4 separate regions of the Sus scrofa genome follow, and all the other regions are linked to region 1. The links are chromatin contacts, called in public Hi-C and HiChIP or PLAC-seq maps. All regions are on one chromosome and are shown on one strand. The core of a region is the stretch at or near the end of the contact, and the rest is flanking DNA. Distances in the headings are between cores, read along the strand shown. Region 1 holds the start of DDIAS (DNA damage-induced apoptosis suppressor protein). Region 2 overlaps PCF11 (pre-mRNA cleavage complex 2 protein Pcf11). Region 3 holds the start of PCF11 (pre-mRNA cleavage complex 2 protein Pcf11). Region 4 holds the start of RAB30 (ras-related protein Rab-30).

Region 1 (4,214 bases), core at 540-3,039:
CCACTTTAATCCAAACCACCACCATCTCCTGCTTATGCTGCTGTATTAACATCGTACTGTGTGATCTGGTCCCTGACCATTTCTTTTTTTTTTTTTTTTTCTTTTTTTTTGGCTATTTCTCGGGCCGCTCCCGCGGCATATGGAGGTTCCCAGGCTACGGGTCAAATCGGAGATGCAGCCGCCAGCCTAAGCCAGAGCCACAGCAACGCAGGATCCGAGCCGCGTCTGCAACCTACACCACAGCTCATGGCAACGCCGGGTCGTTAATCCACTGAGCAAGGGCAGGGACCGAACCTGCAACCTTATGGTTCCTGGTCGGATTCGTTAACCACTGCGCCACGACGGGAACTCCTGGTCCCTGACCATTTCTCCAGGCTCATCTCATACAACTGTCCTTTCTGAATATGTTCCAGCAACAGTGGTCTTTTCTTAGATTCTTGAACACTAAGATGCCAAGCTCTTTCCTGCCCTAAGGCCTTTGTACAACCTATTCACTCTGGAAGATTCTTCCTTTCCTCTGTGGCATGGCTGGATCATTCTCAACTTTTTGGCCTCAATTTAAGTGCCAACTCCTCAGAAAGGCCTTCCCAGACCAACCTAACTCAAATAGATTCCACTTTATTCTTAAGTCCACCCATAAAAGGTTTAAGTTCCATTAGAATAGGAATCTCATATCTTGCTCACCAGTGTAATCCTAGTACCTAGCAGTTCTGGGCACAGAGGAGGGAGGCACTTAAAAACGACCTGTAGCACGAGTAACTAAGTACTTGGTGCATTGTGACCCAATCTTTCAGGCTCAGGGAAGACTTCCTGACTTAGAAGGCTTTATAAAATGCGACCTAAGGAATGAGTAGAATTAGCTGGGTTGGGGATGGGATTTAGAAGAGGTCTGGAGGTAAGGGAGGATGACGCATTTGAGGAACTCAAAAAGACAAAAAGGGCCCTATTGACCACGGTAAGGAATTTAGACTTAAACCTGAGGGCAAATAAAAGAAATCAAAGGAAAGGTTAATGGGGAGACCCTGATTAGATTTGCATTTATCAGCCTGGAAATGGGCAGACTGGTTTGGAAGGAGAACCAGCTACGAGGCTACTGTCACAGTTACGCGGCAGTTGTGCTGAACCAAGGTAAGTACAGTAAAAGTGGCGAAAAGCGTATGGATTTGAGATATTCAAGAGGTTGGTATGACTGGCTGGTTGTGAGAGAGAAGAAGGGCATCTAGATAGCTTTCGAGTTTCTGGTCTAAACACACTACTCAGTTAAGCACTTTCCCCTCTGGGTCACCAAAGCACTTCTGGAAAGGACCCCTTTTCAACAGGTATTACTCGGCATAGCAGCCGGTTGCATATGTATCTCTGAGCATCTCAAAAGCTAGAGTGATGCCTTTTCCTCTCCGTATTTCCGGTTCCAGACGCTCACAGGCGTCCAGCTCGATGGCATACTAAATGTTCGATTAACGCTCACTGAGCGACTGCAACAGCATTGTCTAAAATTAAAAATGACCTTCTTACTCTTCTACCCTCATTGCCGCCCTTTTAAAGAAGGCTCCTGAAAAAAAACAACATAGAATGCCCTGAGTCTCACTTATAACGACGTTAAGGGTTTCGTTAAGGAGTCTCCGGCGCTTGCCCCCACCAGGACCTCCTCCCGCAGCAACTCACCTGGGCAGAGCGCCGGGAACCTGCCCCGGCGAAGCTCAGTTAGTGACAAGGCCCTCAGGACTCAGCAGCAAACCAAGCGCCCTCCAATCGAATCTCCCGCGCCCCCTTCCGCCGGAAGTGACGCTCTGGCCGTCCTTTCTCAGAGCCAATCAGAAGAAGGTGCCGCCGAGGGTGGTGACTTAGCACAGCAACCAGTGAGCATTTGGGAACAGCCATTTTCGTCAAACCGGGGGTTGAGACGGTGTTGGCAAGTGTTTTTTCTCGACTAGTGGAGAAAAAACTAGTAGTGCAGTCTGTAAAGTTGGTTTCGGGGCGGTGTTGAGCCAGTTGGGCGTAAGGACCCCGGAAAGGAGTGGGAGGGGGCGGGAGCGCCCCTCGGACCGGGGTTCTGCGGACTGACTGGAAGGAGGAGCGAAGCTGGATGGTGGGGGAGCCGCTGGATGGTGCGGGAGCCGCGAGCACGGAAGGGGCTCTGCCTGCTGTGGATGGGGTGGCGTGGGCGAAGGCGGGGCCTGAAGCGGGCTGCGGGCTGCTGGGAGAAGAAAGGGGGCGTAACCTGGACCCGAACCTAGTGGAATTACAGGGCAGCCTCGGTTGAAGGACCGACGGTGTGGGCTACACCGAGGTCTGAGGTGCCCCAGCGACAGTGCAATAGGAGGTGGTTAGGGTGGCTTCATCGAGAGAGCGTGCAAAGGAACCAGACTTAGCAGTCTTTGAAGCCCTGCTCCACACTTCCCTCTGAGTGACCCAATGCAACCCCCAGCACCTTTCTGAGCCTGTTTCCTCGGCTATAGATGGGAGTAACCATCATACACCACGCACGAGATGGTGGGATGGTTGAGAGATGATGTGTGTGCCACTAAGCCTAGTGCTATAGTGATTCTGTAGTGAATCAATAAATTACCACGGTACTGTTGACTGGGGAAAAAAACCCCACAACGTGAAAATTGTGACTTAACTGTTAACTTTTATTTGGGGTAAAACGAGGATTCTAGTGCCGGTAACAGCTTCTCAGCTCTGAGGAACTGCTTCAAAGACGTGGGGGAAAGGTCAGTATTATACATAGGTTTAACGAAGAGGGTATGTGCAATCAAACACACATTTCATCAGAGGCTTGCTGCTAGTCAGGAGGAGCAGATGTCTCCGTTAATGATTTTAGCGCTAGATATGAGAAGATGCAAAAATTGGGGCGCATAAAACCTCCTGAAAATAGCTCACTATCAATGCCTGTTCCTCCCGTTTTTCCCAGAGCACAGAGTGCCCCATTCCTGATCTTCACCCTCAACTCCTCTCAGGGTGTGTTGAAGGCCAGTAGTTGAAGTGACTAGTGTCTTAAACCTTGTAGAGGCAGATGGCGATTTGTGGAGGACAGGGGTGTGACAGTGGAAGTGAGGCGGACAGGGCAGGGTTTAGCAGTGATGATAAAGGCCAGAGTGTAGGGTGACTGGGCTAGAAGGTGGACTTGGGGGAGTGGAGTGGGTGCGATACAGTTAGGAAAGGGATTCACCGGTCTGCTAGGAGGAGCCTTGGGATGATAAAGGCAGGCTAGCATGTGACCGCAATAAATGTGGGTTCTAAAGAGGGGGTGGTACCAGAGGGAAATGAATGTGGCGGTGCCCTCTGAGACAGGACAGGGGCGGTGTGGCTGAGGGGCCAAGTGTCTTTGGATTTCCCCGGGGAGGAGGAGCCTGTCTGAGGTGGGCGGAGCTGGGGCTGGGCCAGGCTCTGGCTGCGCTCGTCGCTTATACCCTTTCTACCCGCTCCGCAGCCACCAGCCTGAGCCATGGGACGCCTCCTGCTCCTGGCTTTCCTGATGTTTGGGGCCGCCACCCCAGTACCGCCGGCCCTGAGGGCCTTCAGCAGCCTGCACTTGTCAAACAGCTTCAGTTCCCGTCCTGCTGTGGCCATGAAGTACTCGATTCACTACATCCAACAGAAGGTAAGGCGGAAGGGGTTTGGGATGTCGGGGGTTTGGGGGGGGGTGCAGAGGCGGGAATGGGGCCTCGTAGTCCGCAGGTGCCGGAGCTCACCCAGAATTTCAGACTCCTAAAGCCTAGGATTTATCCAATCTTTGGCTTAGACTTTACAGATGGTTGCACCAAGTCCCCATCTCTTTCAGGTCTCTCCTCCTATTACCAATAATTTAACATCAGTTCTGGCTCTACATTCTCTTCTGTGATTGGTCACAGCAGTCACTTCAACTCCTTTCTGCTCCCAGAGGATTCCCTAATTAAAATTCTCTTGACCTCCCGCCAAATTCAAGTTATTTATTGCCAGCTTTGGCCCCTACTCTGCGGTGATAGTCATTCTTTGTCCCAAAGCAGCCCCTAAATTCAAATTTCCAGTTATCTTATTAGATAATATCTAATATTTATTCAATCTAAAATACCAGTCTGTCATCTCATGCTCAGCTCAGAGTTGATTTTGTAGCCCTTTTATTAAGTTTTAAACCGTCCCTATTCTCCATAAAACTGAACAGTATGTGTAAGTCATGCTTGTAAAGGAAGTTGCAGGTATCTGTCAAGATTTGGAGGTGGGAGTGGGTGTGAGCA
Region 2 (4,214 bases), core at 506-3,005, 240 kb before region 1:
AAAGTACCTTAGAAAGTTAAAAAATTATATTACATACTGTTTCAATTCTTCAATTGTAAAATTGGTAAGATCTGGGACGTCCTGATCTTCATTTTGATCTTCCTCCTCCTCAGCAGCGGGCTGAGCAGCAACTTCGTTTACTTCTTCAATTGAAATGAAACATAACAAATTCCTCAATACCAGTTTCCATATACTCTTTATAGAGAACACTATAGTGTTAAAAGCATATGGAGAATCCCATGTTGCCTATTCAGTGCTTCTGATTACTAGCCAAGGAACCTAATGCAAGTCTTTATATTTTGACTAGTGATATTAGATCTGATCTCTTAAAAGTCAATCTTCAAGAAATTTTATTTCATCAATATTCTCATTTTTTATAAGCTAAACTAACATAGAATAATTAGAAAAAACTTTGCACTGATATTTACAGGAATGTTAACTGAAACAATGTCCACTATAAAGGTACAAGTTCCATGTTTGAAAATATTTTAAAATTTCATTATAAACCAGTTATATTTGATTTTCAAAAAAACGAAGTATACCTAAGAATTCAATTATTGTAAAAATTTTTATCATAGAATACATCATTATAGTTTATCATATTATCTTTATAAAAATGAAAAAGCTCTGTGTAGACAAATAATAGAATCATACTTACGTGTTGTAGCTGAATCAGGCTGGGACAATTTAAGAATTCCTGTTTTCAGCAGTTTTGAAAACAATTCATTTACATCCACCTGACTAAGATGATTATCAGGATATGCCTTGGGAAGGGCTCCTTAAAAAAAAAAAAAACACTTAAAATGAATGAACTTAAAAGTGCAAATTATACTAAGCATTTTTAAAATTTTCTTCAAGATGTCCTATCAACATCAAATTTGACAAAAATCTTAAGATGAGTGTCATTATCAAAAGCTCCTAAAAATGAACTTTGCATTTAGGTCAGCAAATCATCACCTCTTAAAAAACACTAATACTTTATAAGGACATATGTGTGATCTTAAAAAAGCAATTAACTGTTGCCCAATTAATTCCATGCCAAAGCAAAGCAGAAAACAGAGGGCAGAGAGTTCCATGCTCCCTTCTATGCAATGCAGCACCACCTCTAGGTTCAGCTTTTCACCCTTCTAATTCTCTATTCTTCATCTAACCATATTGGGAAAGGAAGTTTTGTACAGATTAAGTAGATCTCCTAGCACAGACTTCTAGGAAAAAGAAATAGCGAAGTCTAAGTGGAAATATTCCTACCCAGCCCCCATGATTACCCAGGGGAACTAATGCAGAGAGATGAACCAAGTGGCAAGGATTATACCTGCCCCTCTGACCTTTTGCTGAATTACTGCCTTTGCAAAGCAGATCAAGCTATTGCTCAACAGATGTCAGGCTTACTACAGCTTCAATAATTTGAATAAATGAGACGAGGATAGATAACAATCTTCCCCTTAAGGTCACTTGTGAGGAATCAATCCAATTCCATATTTTGCTAAGCACTAATCTAATAATTACAATTCTTTAAGTCAACTATAAAAAGAATATTAATATATATGCATATCACTACTATGCATCTTACCACACCTCTATAAAAAGTTCTGAACCACTAAAAATTCCTCTTAATAGCAGAAATTCAACTTGCAACCTGAAAACAATAATCCCTGCCCCTAAACACTGCATTGTTTACACTCACCACAGTGCCTTGTACACAGTAGGCTGTTGAAATGAAATGTCTGATTACATGAACAAATCAACCTCAACAGACAATTACAACAGCCATTTCACACACTAGTTCAACATTTATGTTTCATCAGAATTAGCTATTTATATGTCCAAGACTCATAACTAGCTAATAGCATGTCTTCGGGCACCCAAGTTTAATGATCAAGAGCATTAACTATAGAACCAAACTCCTGGGATACTATTAGAAATTTCATTTTCTAGTTGTGTGACATGATCATGTTGCCTCAGTTTTCTTTACCTGTAAAAGGGTAATAAATATCTTTCCTACCTAAGGTTGTTATAAGAATTAACTGAATCAATATTTGTAAGGCACATGGTATTCAGTAGTATATATAATATTTGTTTTTCTTTTTAAAAAAACAGCCCAAGTGAAATAAGTCAGACAAAAACAATTACTGTATAATATCATTTATATGTGGAATCTAAAAAATACAAAAAACTAGTAAATATAACAAAAAAAAAGCAGACAAAAAGAGAGCAAACTAGTGGTTACCAGTGGAGACATGGATCTTCTGACCCCAAATATAAATAAAAGGTAGGGAATTAAGAGGTAAACTATTAGGTATAAAATAAGCTACAAGGATATACTGTACATAGGAAATATAGTCAATATATTTTATAATAACTATAAATGGAGTAAAACCTTTGAAAATTATGAATCACTATATTACATACCTGTAACATATGATTTTTAAAAAACAGAAAAAATTAAAAAAAAAAACTTAGACATAACATACTCAGTTTGATTTGATTTTTTATGCATTTAGAAATAGGAATAAGAGGTAAGTCTCAGAATACCATACTTGGAATATCATACTTGGTACCCAATGATGGTGACTAGCTTATCAATAGATAGAAATGAATAGCTGTTTAGGAAAAATGAAACAGTCCATAGATCCTGCTATACTATCAAGTTCTTAGAAAGATAAACCTTTACTAGAGTCATTCTACCACAATGCCTAGCATATAGCAAAATGATCAGTATTTGTTTGGATGAATAATGAACATTAGTATATTTACCACTAGGAAAAGGAGGTTTTCACTTTCAATTTTGAGGAAAAGCCTCGAGAGAAGCTGAATACAGAACACTGAAAACTTCTCATATCTCTTTAAGTAAAACTTGAAGAAGGAAGGCAAAGCTAACATCTCATTTCGATACCTCCAACCCAGGAAATATGACTTCCTCTGTGGCATTGCTATGCCCTGTCTACATAAACACCCAAGGCCATAAAAGCAAAAGAACAATTTGCAGGTTTTGTATATTAACTCATACAAAAAAGGGCAAAAATCTGCAGGTGGTTTTGTATATTAACTCATACAGAAAAGGGCAAAATCTGCAGTTGCTACATTATCTCATGCTATCAACTCTGATACAACAAATCCTCTACTCAATAAGAAAAAGAGTCCTAAAAGAAAAATTCAGAAAAAGTGAGTTCTACAGGAAAACACTACTGTAGCACTTTACAAGTTAACAAAGTACTCTTGCACACACTGTCTGATTTGAGTGTCCAAGAGAAAAAAAAAAAAAAGAAAAAATTCTCAGGGAAACATTGACTTTTATCATATACTATCTACAGAGGAAAAAACAACCCGAACCCCAGAGACTCTATTTGCTTGTTTATACCCCACCCGCCTATAAGGTAGCAGAATGGAAATTTTGACCCTGATCTTCTGACCCCAAATTCTTTCCTTCCCTTTCCATTACAGTGAAAACAAAAAATATGAAAAATATTAATCCTAATTGTCAATCTAGGAATTAAAAACACTGTTTTCAAATTAATTGAGTGAATTTCTTGAGATGATACAGTTGAAAACCTAATGCATAAACTAGATCTTAGCTAGAACTTCCCTAGTTACTTCAGAACTTTTGGAAAACTCTCTACATATGTAAACTAAATAGAGCCACACTACAGCCATGTTTCTAAAGATGGCCAATTTAATGATTCAAAAATAAAGCAAGTACCATTACCATTTGATTGAGTTAGTTCTCAATACATTGATTTTGCAGTAATTTTAATTTACATACTTTCCACTTTTCACAAAATACTAAAATTTATTTATAAAGCCCCTGTGTCTACTATTTTTATTATATTCATAACATTATTGTTATGCCTCACCCCACATATGCTTATCATGGACATCTGGTAAGAAAATCACAGAAGTGTTTTTCTATTTCTAACATGCTGTGTACAGTTATTATTTGAGTGCCCCAAAAGACATGAATGAATCAACTTATAAGGTGATGTCTCTAGTACTCACTTAATGTTTACTGGATCATCGCACACACACAAAACAAAAATTCAAAATATCAAACAGGAGTTCCCACTGCGGCTCAGCAGAAACAAACCTGACTAGTATCCATGAGGATCTGGGTTTGATCTCTGGCCTTGCTCAGTGGGTTAACCATCCAATGTTGCCACGATTTGGCATTGCCATGGCTGTGGTGCAGGTTGGCAGGTGTAGCTCCAATGAGACCCCTA
Region 3 (4,214 bases), core at 475-2,974, 220 kb before region 1:
CCAGTCACACATTTCAAAACCATTTATTAAAGTCAGACCACTCAGTTTTACACTAGACAGAAACCGCCTCTAAACAATATATTGGTGGTTGTTGTTAAAGTGGCCTTTTAAAAGGGGTTCACTCTGCTAAAAGGAGGCTCATCCTGATCATTTCAATCACTAACAACTAGAAAAAAAAAACTAAACCATAAGTACAAGCTTGAAAAATAACTTAAAACGTAGTACTGGGAAGCTATTAAAACTCATTATGATAACTAAGTTTAACAGTAACTTAAATGACATATCGCTCCCACATGAATCCACAGAAGAGGAGGACTACAGGGAAATATAGGGTGGCAGAGGACCACTGCTGTCAAGGGGTGAGGCAAAGCACGTCTTCACTCAGGGAAGGGAGGAAAAAAAGAGAAAAGGAAGAGGAGGAGGGACTGAACTTTTCAAAAAAAAACCTACAAGTACTTGTTACCCAGTGGGCCGGTTCTCCACCTACAGGTTGGGTAAGATCTCCTCCCCACCCCCACCCCCACGCCCCACCCTCAACCCCAATTTCCCGTATTTGGGGGCAAATGAGACCCTCCGACAGGAGAATACTAGTTATACCTAGCCGCCCCCACCCCAAAACGGGGCTGACGGGTGTGAGCAGCTGCCTGGCTGGCAGGGAATGGATTCTCCTCTCTTCCCTTTCGCATCATGTGCTTTTCAGGCGCCATGTTGGGCTCCTAACAGGCGGCTGCTCCACTCGGGGCCAGTGCCCTATTCCCACCCGCCAACAGCTCGCTCCCAGGTCCCCCTTCACCTCCTTCCAACCCACAGACACAATTACCCAAAAGGGTACGGGGGCGGGGGGCACGGAGGAAGATCCACTCCCCACCTTCCCAGGGGGTTAGAAAGGTTTTAACACTTACTTTCCCACATCGCAAACTGCCTTTTAAGCCTCCCCCCTCCCCAAACGGCTCTACTTAAAGCGTGTGCCTCGGGACAGACGGTGCGGTGGCCTAAATAGGGAGCTGGTAAGCGGAAGTGGAACTCCACCCTTTATCCTCCCCACTCCCTCCCTTCAAGCGAGGCCCACGCTCGAAGCCTGGGCCAAAGACCGAACCTGAGTTGGGGGGGGGGGTTGGAGAGGAGGAACACTGTCCCCCTTTGGACGGAAGCGAGACCTGGGATGAGGCTGACACTAAAATCAGGGAGTATTAGAAGAATAGGAGGCTGCGGGGTGTATAAAAACCTTGGCGGTTTGGGCCTCGATGAGAGAGACGATCTCCTTGGCGAAGGGCAGGTTCTCCTCGGCTAGAATGGTCAGCATATTGATGTGCGGTTTGCTATTGAAGGTCAGGTCTTCGAGTGATGACTGATAATCCCGACAGGCGTCCTCCCGGGCCCCCGCAGTACCGGCCTCGGCCGGCGTCTGCTCTGACATTGCGCCGCGGCCCCCCTCCGAGGCCCGCCGCAGCTGAAGCTGAAGCCGCTCTCGATACCCCGCCTCCCTTCCGACTCCTCTTCCTCTCCCCTGGTCTCTCGCGGCTCCGGCTTCACCACATGCTGACCGCGGAGGGGGGTTGGGGGACGACACAGGGGGAACCTCGGGTATGAAACGCCGCCGTCTCACGGGTGGTCTCCGTCCACTTCCAGCCGCCACAGACGCTTCTTTCTCCACAGACACAAAATGGCGGCGGCAGTGGCGGCTCCAGCTCCGAAAATGTCTGTGTTCCCAACCGCTGCGTCGTGCGAAATGAGCTAGGGGAGGGGAAATGTGCGGTAAAAGGGCGGGGCCGTTGATAAAGCCGGGCGTGATTGGCTAGTCCTGAAACGTCACAAGCCCCGCCCACAGCCCTTCCGCTGAACGTTCTGGCACCGCCTTCTTGTCGGGATCCTACCCGGACTTTCGCAACACTTACGGCTTAGAGGTGGGGTGGAAAAGACTGCCCCTCTCATTGGCGGATTCATAAGGGACTGTTCGGTCATTTGTTACCATAACAACCCACTCAGGGAGGCCAATAGTCCTGAGGGAGGCTGTTCCCGAGGCAAAACCCAACCAGTTTAACAAGAAAGCTCAGCGGCTCCACTTCGACCCTCCCTCTGCAACGTCCTAGCAGCTGAGCTGCTCCGTCAATCATCCTCCCTTCCGCCTGCCGGGCGGCCCCTGAGCGGGGTGGGGGTTGAGCGAGGAGGAGGCTTTTGGCCGGCCCCGCCCCCCCTCTTCGACTCAGGTGCTCCCGAGAGCCTGGGCGGGTCCTGCTGCCGCGGCCCACATACCCGGCCTGGGATTGAGACCTGGAGGGAGGCGCCGGTTTCAACCGGAACCTTGAGAAGGACCACTAGAGTCAGCTTTAATACACTGCTTGCCACTTCCACAAACAAAAACACCTCCGCCAGCTTTCTAGAGTTGAACCCCTAGGAAAATGCCTTTATTTAGAAGGGGTGCGTGTGTGTGTGTGTGTGTGTGTGTGTGTGTAAGGCTTTTCCATAAGGGTTTTCAGGAAATCTTTGGGAAGCCCACTCAGCTCTAGGAAAGGTTGCTCACAACAGCCACACCCACCCCGGAGCGTGATAACTCTTCTCTCTCGATCTTCTGCACCTCGAAACACCCTTAGAATATGCAATTTGGGTCAAATAGGAAGAATTACGTATTTTACTTGTAGGGATCTTTTCCAAGGTTTCTAAAATCCCTTTTTGGAGCTTGGAAATGATGCTCTCAAAACACAAAGCTTTCAAATAGTTCTGCCTTGAAGCTGCAACATAAAACATTAAACTAAAAAGGTATTTTTCTCATTGAGATAGTAAACTAAATTTAGGCTAAAAAAATTAGATATTAATTACGTAAAATGTGCTTCATTGTCCTTCTTAGGCTACTAGGCTCAGTAGAGATACTTTTTTGTTCCTCAGAAGAAATCGCTCTTAGGAAATAAATGAAGTAATTCCTTTATTTTCCCATAAAAAGTAACATTTTCACTTATTTTTGTTTTGTTTCTGGGTTTTTAGGAGCTTTATTGAAAGTAATTGAGATACGATAAACTGCACATATTTAAAGTGTACAAGATTTTGTTCACATTTATTTTTCATTTATTCTTAATGTGATACCACATATGAATGAGAGGTAAAGCCTGGGGAGAAGAACTTGTCTTTTGTTATTTGAGGCTAAGAAATATTGTTGTATAGGTACTTACGGATCTCAATTTCATGCCATTGTTAGTGATGATACGTAGATATTATAGACACATTTTAAATTAAGCAACTGTCCAAGTTCATGTTTTCTGAAAGGAAATGCCCGCTGTAAAATAGTCCTTGTGGTAGTTTTCCTTGTAATTTTACTTTTTTATTTATTTATTTTTTTTGTCTTTTTTTGTCTGTTGTTGTTGTTGTTGCTATTTCTTGGGCCGCTCCCGCGGCATATGGAGGTTCCCAGGCTAGGGGTTGAATCGGAGCTGTAGCCACCGACCTACGCCAGAGCCACAGCAACCTGGGATCCGAGCCGCGTCTGCGGCCTACACCACAGCTCACGGCAACGCCAGATCCTTAACCCACTGAGCAAGGAAGGGCAGGGACCGAACCCGCAACCTCATGGTTCCTAGTCGGATTCGTTAACCACTGCGCCACGAACGGGAACTCCTTTTTTTGTTTTGTTTTGTTTTGTTTTGTTTTGTTTTTGTTTCCTTGTAATTTTATTTACTTTTATTTTTATTTATTTTTGTCTTTTTAGGGCCGCACAGGCAGCATATGGGGTTCCCTGGCTAGGGGTCGAATTGGAGCTGTAGCCACTGGCCTGTGCCACAGCCACATCAATGCGGGATCCCAGCTGCCTTTGGGACCTACACCACAGCTAACCACAACTGGCATCCTTAACCCACTGAGCAAGGCCAGGGATGGAACCTGCGTCTTCATGGATACTAGTCAGATTGGTTTCAGCTGAGCCATGGTGGGAACTCCCATTCCTTGTAATTTTAAAGATGAATTTAGTTGCTAAATTGTTGCTGAAAATATCTGCTTTGCCTTATTTTTATATCATCCTAACCATCAAGTAAACTTTTGAAAAGTAAATTTTCAAAGCTTTGATTTGGCTTCTATTGTATCCCTCTGAACTACACAGAGAGTAAACAATTTATGCTTAGCATATAAATGAGCAAATCTAAGTGCCCACAAAAGATTCAAAAAAGCGAAGTAGCAATTGTATTTGAACTGCGCTATATTACAAGAATACTTTTACTTTACATCCTCAG
Region 4 (4,214 bases), core at 978-3,477, 140 kb before region 1:
GTTTATCTCTATTAAGCTTAAAATACCACAGTTATACTGAAGATGAGAAAGAAAATGGTAAAGATTTTTTCCTTTTCCTATACTTACCAACATTACTTGCAAAGGTTATTTCTGGATAACAAATAATTTCATGAGCCTTTCTCATTATTGTATTCATGGACAAGTGAGACTAATACATATTACCTTTGTTTAAAAATGAAACAGGAGTTCCCATCGTGGCACACTGGAAACAAATCCGACTAGGAACCATGAGGTTGCGGGTTTGATCCCTGGACTTCTCGCTAAGTGGGTTAAGGATCCAGCGTTGCCTTGAGCTATGGTGTATGTTGCAGACTTGGCTGGGATCTGGAATGGCTGTGGTGTAGGCTGGCAGGTGTAGCTCTGATTCGACCCCTAGCCTGGGAACCTCCATATGCCACGGGTATGGCCCTAAAAAGCAAAAAACAAACAAAAAACAGACCTGGAGTTCCTGTCGTGGCACAGCAGAAACAAATCCGACTAGTAACCATGAGGATGCGGGTTCAATCCCTGGCCTTGCTCAGTAAGTCAGTTATCGGGTGTTGCCGTGAACTGCAGTTTATGTCCCAGAGGTGATGTAGGCCAGCAGCTACAGCTCTAAACCCCTAGCCTGAGAACTGACATGTGCTGTGGGTGTGGCCCTAAAAAGCAAAAAAAAAAAAAAAAAAAAAAGAAAAGAAAAGAAACAAACCTACTCATCTGATTTATCTGCAGCATGACATATATAAGATCATTCTTCATAAAACTCTTTTTGTAATTGTCATCTGCATACATCTGGGTGATGTTTCTACCATGTTTTTGTCTTTTGTAATCACTCTGCCTAGCCTTTCTTTGATATAATCCATTTATCAGCAATAATTTTAACTCCTAACAGGTGAAGTGCATAGCTCTACCGACCCAGTAATTCGTTACTTTTGTTTTCACAATAACATGCAAAATGAAACGTTTAACAGCACAAATATATCAGCATTTTTAGCCCTTCAGACACTTTCAGGAAGAAATTTCCCATCTTTTCATAGTGTAGATAGACTCTGAAAAAAAAACACACAGCATTGTTTTAGTAACTGGAAAAAAAATCACAGTTCATTTGAGACACTGGGCAAAATTACTTGATCTCAGTTACTTAGTTTAAAAGAAAATCAGTTCCTAAAGTAGTCGTATATATGGAGTTCTACAAATTAAACACTAAATGTATTTTTAAAATAGCGATCCATGCTACCGAAGATCCAGTCTTCGCAGTATTTTTAAGCATACACCCTAAGTTTCTTCAAATGCCGCTACACTCCGGAACCAAACGCCAGCCTTAAACAGGTATTCCCTTACAACATCTCCCTGCCTTCGCGGGCACGTATGAAGATGTTTTAAACCAAGTTTATTTACTTCCGTAGGATTCAGTCCCTGTCACTTCTTTACTGCAGGCCCAAAGCATCGTCCTTTTTCCAGCTCAGCTATCTTCCAACATCGATTTCTTTGGAACCTTTTCCAAATCATCTCTGTATGAAAAACCAGTGAAGGTGCAACACCTTGGGAAGGATTAAGGCTGGCTGGAGAATGAATGACAAGATAAAAAATAAATTTGGGAAGGGCAGCCCAATTCTGTAGGTGGAATCTTCTCCGACCAAAGGTGAGAGTGGCCACGCCGGGTCCCCGCATCTACCAAAAAACACAACCGCCCCGACTATCCTGTTTACGGTGCTCTGAGACCAGGAGACAAACTCCCTCAATCCCTTAATTATAAACGGTGCAAGTGACAGGGACCAATACCTGCAGGACCCTGAGGCCGAGGCCCACTCGGCCTCTGATGCCGCCACTAGCCGGGCTCGTCCGACTCAGTCCCCAGGTACCGCTTCCAGCCCCTCCCACCCCGGTACCCAGGTTCGGAACCCCAGGCTCTTCGGCCCGCTTGTCCTCCTCCTCACCGTCCCCTCTGCACCACCTCTCGGCTCCCGCGTTCCCTAAAACCTCAGCCGGCGCGGCGGAACCTTCCCCGCGCTCCTAACATGGCGGCCGAGTCCCCTTTACTCCCTTGGCCCGCTCTGGGCGCGTCTGACCTTGGCGCATTTTGGGCTTTGTAGTTCCGGCGATAGCCTCTGTGTCCCGCCAGTCCGTGAGGAGACTACAATTCCCAGAACCCTCCGCTTCTGAGCATGGCTATTGGGGCCTTTTGGACAGAGGGATGATGTCATTGCAAAAACCCCACTGCATTCATTGTGCTACGGTCTATCCTCCCCCCTGCTGCTGCTAGGCTTGCTATTGCCGCTCGCTCCAGCTGAGCTAAGAGTAGCAGCAAGCACCAGGGCAGGGGCTGACTCCAGCCCTTGGACTTAGGACTCCGCAACACCTTCCCTTGCGTGCGTGACTCATTCGCACATCCTTTCTGTTTATGCCTGGGGTGGGGAGAAAAATCCCAAACCAGGTGAGTTGAAGTGATTTATTCAATAGGTTCTACCAAGTTATTCCTCCCGCTTAGTTCTCAAGGCTTTCTTTTGGGAAGATGGGGGCGGGAGGATTGGGGAGGTGCTCGCAAAGCGCTGCTAAGCGAAAAGCTCTGTACAATTTGGGTCACTGCAAAGAACAACTCCAGCAACCTTCCCCCACCAGAGGACCGATGCCTGCCAGTTCCCTAGTCGCAACTCCCCTCAACCTTTTCGGAGGCTGGGAGAGGGGGCTGGGCTGGGGTGGATGTTGGGAAGTGCTCTTGGAAAATCAGGGGAAGGCAGAGGTGGGAGACTGCAGTCCTGTCACATACGGCCCGAGTGCTGAGATTTGAGTGGGAAGGGGTGATGCGTGGGGAGAAATGGAGACAGTGATTTAATGTGGTCGCACTACTTTGGAACATTTCTGTGCCACTTGGGCGAGCACACACTATTCATTTTTAAGACGAGCGGGCTTCTGAGTAGGTTAAGTTTTGTGGGGCGTTATTTTGTGCGTGTGTCCATGTCGTTTGTCTCGCCTTTTCTGCTGATTTGAGGTGACAGTGTCCTTTAATGGTGCACTATGCCAGTCACAAACGTTTCACGTGTCTGGGGAAGGTTCTCTTAGGCTGCTAGAAGCAACATTTTTTTTTTTAAGTGTTTTTCTTCTCCCGACTGCAGGATTTCAGGATTGTTTGGAAGTGGAGCCGACAGATTTGTGCTTGTGTGAGTGTTTTAAATTACATTGCAATAGGCTCCTTGCCACTGACAGTGGTACCATAATGAGCTGCTGTTTCCTGAGGCACAATCACCAGTCACAAATAACGGTTCGGAGAAGGGATCATTAGGGACACTCGGGTTCATTTTAACGCATCAGGGAAAGGAAAAGTTAGAAGCGCTGTTAACCTTCATTTGCCATTGCTGAAAGGTACACAGGAGGAGTGAGTGATCCTGCTGAGGGAAACTGAGGAGCATAGTAGAGTTTTTTGGTTTTTTTTTTTTTTTTTTGGCGTGTGGGTTTTGGTTTTTAAACAAACTGACACGTTTAACAGAACAGAGAGCATCCTGATTTGTATGATATTGGCTCTCTTCTTGTAAGAGTTATTAGGATGATTAGTGCAATAAATACGTTATTTTGAAGTACACAGCTGGTTGACTCCAGAACAGATGGGGCTAGTCTTAGCTGAGAGATCTACAACCTTGGAAATGAATGGACCTGGGGTCAACCACACCCCCTCTTGGAATGTCAAAAGGAGAAATGCCAGACTGTTTTATGCTTAACTCCAAAATGCCAAACCTTTTCATAACCAAGTCAGGCATTGGGGGGAAGTCATCACTAGTTGTCTTCTGCTGCTGAACCAATTTGTTCATTTTTAATTCAGACCTTTAAGTCTCTAAAGTTGCAGCTGGGCGATGCTTCGTTAAATGCTGCTTGTTACTGAATGCAAAGGACAGTCCATTGTATGGGCTTTGTGGTAGAGTGATTTATTGGGAGGCAATGAGCAGCTTTGGGATTTGGGAAAAGATGGACTGTCTGGCTTTTCCTCTCTGCATCTCTCTGTTGCTTACTCTGTGCTTTTCTGAGCACCCTTCTCCACCCCCCAAACCCTGCCCCTCCCACCTTCCTTTCCCCACCCTTCTAGGTCTCTTAAAGTTCTTCTAGTTTCTTTCCCTGTCTTTCCATTTGTAATTCTCATTTTTCCTCTGTGTTTTGAAATCTCCGTCTTTTATCAGCAGTATATTGCATCTCTTTCTCTAAGTCTCTTTCCAGTCTCTGAATAC

The links. Hi-C and Micro-C count contacts between places; a contact is called where the count stands out from the background. HiChIP or PLAC-seq counts read pairs in DNA pulled down with a chosen protein or histone mark.
Region 2: a contact with region 1 is called in an H3K27ac HiChIP or PLAC-seq map of alveolar macrophages. The contact joins the enhancer-like site here to the promoter of DDIAS in region 1. A contact is called at or near these places in 9 of 47 Hi-C or Micro-C datasets (adipocytes, brain, embryonic fibroblasts and 4 more) and 1 of 2 datasets of contacts at active chromatin or transcription factors (alveolar macrophages).
Region 3: a Hi-C map of liver shows a contact between it and region 1, with 2.4 times the contacts expected there. The contact joins the promoter of PCF11 here to the promoter of DDIAS in region 1. A contact is called at or near these places in 2 of 5 promoter capture datasets (fetal liver and fetal skeletal muscle), 7 of 47 Hi-C or Micro-C datasets (adipocytes, brain, embryonic fibroblasts and 3 more) and 2 of 2 datasets of contacts at active chromatin or transcription factors (alveolar macrophages and skeletal muscle).
Region 4: a Hi-C map of alveolar macrophages shows a contact between it and region 1, with 2.4 times the contacts expected there. The contact joins the promoter of RAB30 here to the promoter of DDIAS in region 1. A contact is called at or near these places in 2 of 5 promoter capture datasets (fetal liver and liver), 13 of 47 Hi-C or Micro-C datasets (alveolar macrophages, embryonic fibroblasts, fetal heart ventricle and 8 more) and 2 of 2 datasets of contacts at active chromatin or transcription factors (alveolar macrophages and skeletal muscle).

What each region holds. Positions count from the first base shown.
Region 1 is chr9:17,075,459-17,079,672 of Sscrofa11.1, reverse strand. DDIAS (DNA damage-induced apoptosis suppressor protein) reads right to left here and starts at 1,789. Exons shown (of 5, transcript XM_003129716.6): 1 at 1,663-1,789. PRCP (lysosomal Pro-X carboxypeptidase) reads left to right here. Exons shown (of 11, transcript XM_021062571.1): 2 at 3,431-3,601. The coding sequence starts at 3,446.
Region 2 is chr9:17,314,087-17,318,300 of Sscrofa11.1, reverse strand. It overlaps PCF11 (pre-mRNA cleavage complex 2 protein Pcf11), which reads right to left. Exons shown (of 16, transcript XM_021062577.1): 10 at 659-778; 11 at 38-140. Among named protein-coding and RNA genes, the nearest start is that of ANKRD42, 18 kb to the left of the region's middle. Within about 2 kb of position 1,755, at least 5 of the 83 cell types and tissues checked have an H3K27ac peak or open chromatin away from gene starts, as enhancers often do. A contact at or near this core is called in alveolar macrophages, where this site is marked.
Region 3 is chr9:17,295,379-17,299,592 of Sscrofa11.1, reverse strand. PCF11 (pre-mRNA cleavage complex 2 protein Pcf11) reads right to left here and starts at 1,724. Exons shown (of 16, transcript XM_021062577.1): 1 at 1,226-1,724. The coding sequence starts at 1,417.
Region 4 is chr9:17,220,754-17,224,967 of Sscrofa11.1, reverse strand. RAB30 (ras-related protein Rab-30) reads left to right here and starts at 2,227. Exons shown (of 5, transcript XM_021062576.1): 1 at 2,227-2,434. LOC110255408 (a long non-coding RNA gene) reads right to left here and starts at 2,054. Exons shown (of 2, transcript XR_002335559.1): 1 at 1,783-2,054; 2 at 1-1,049.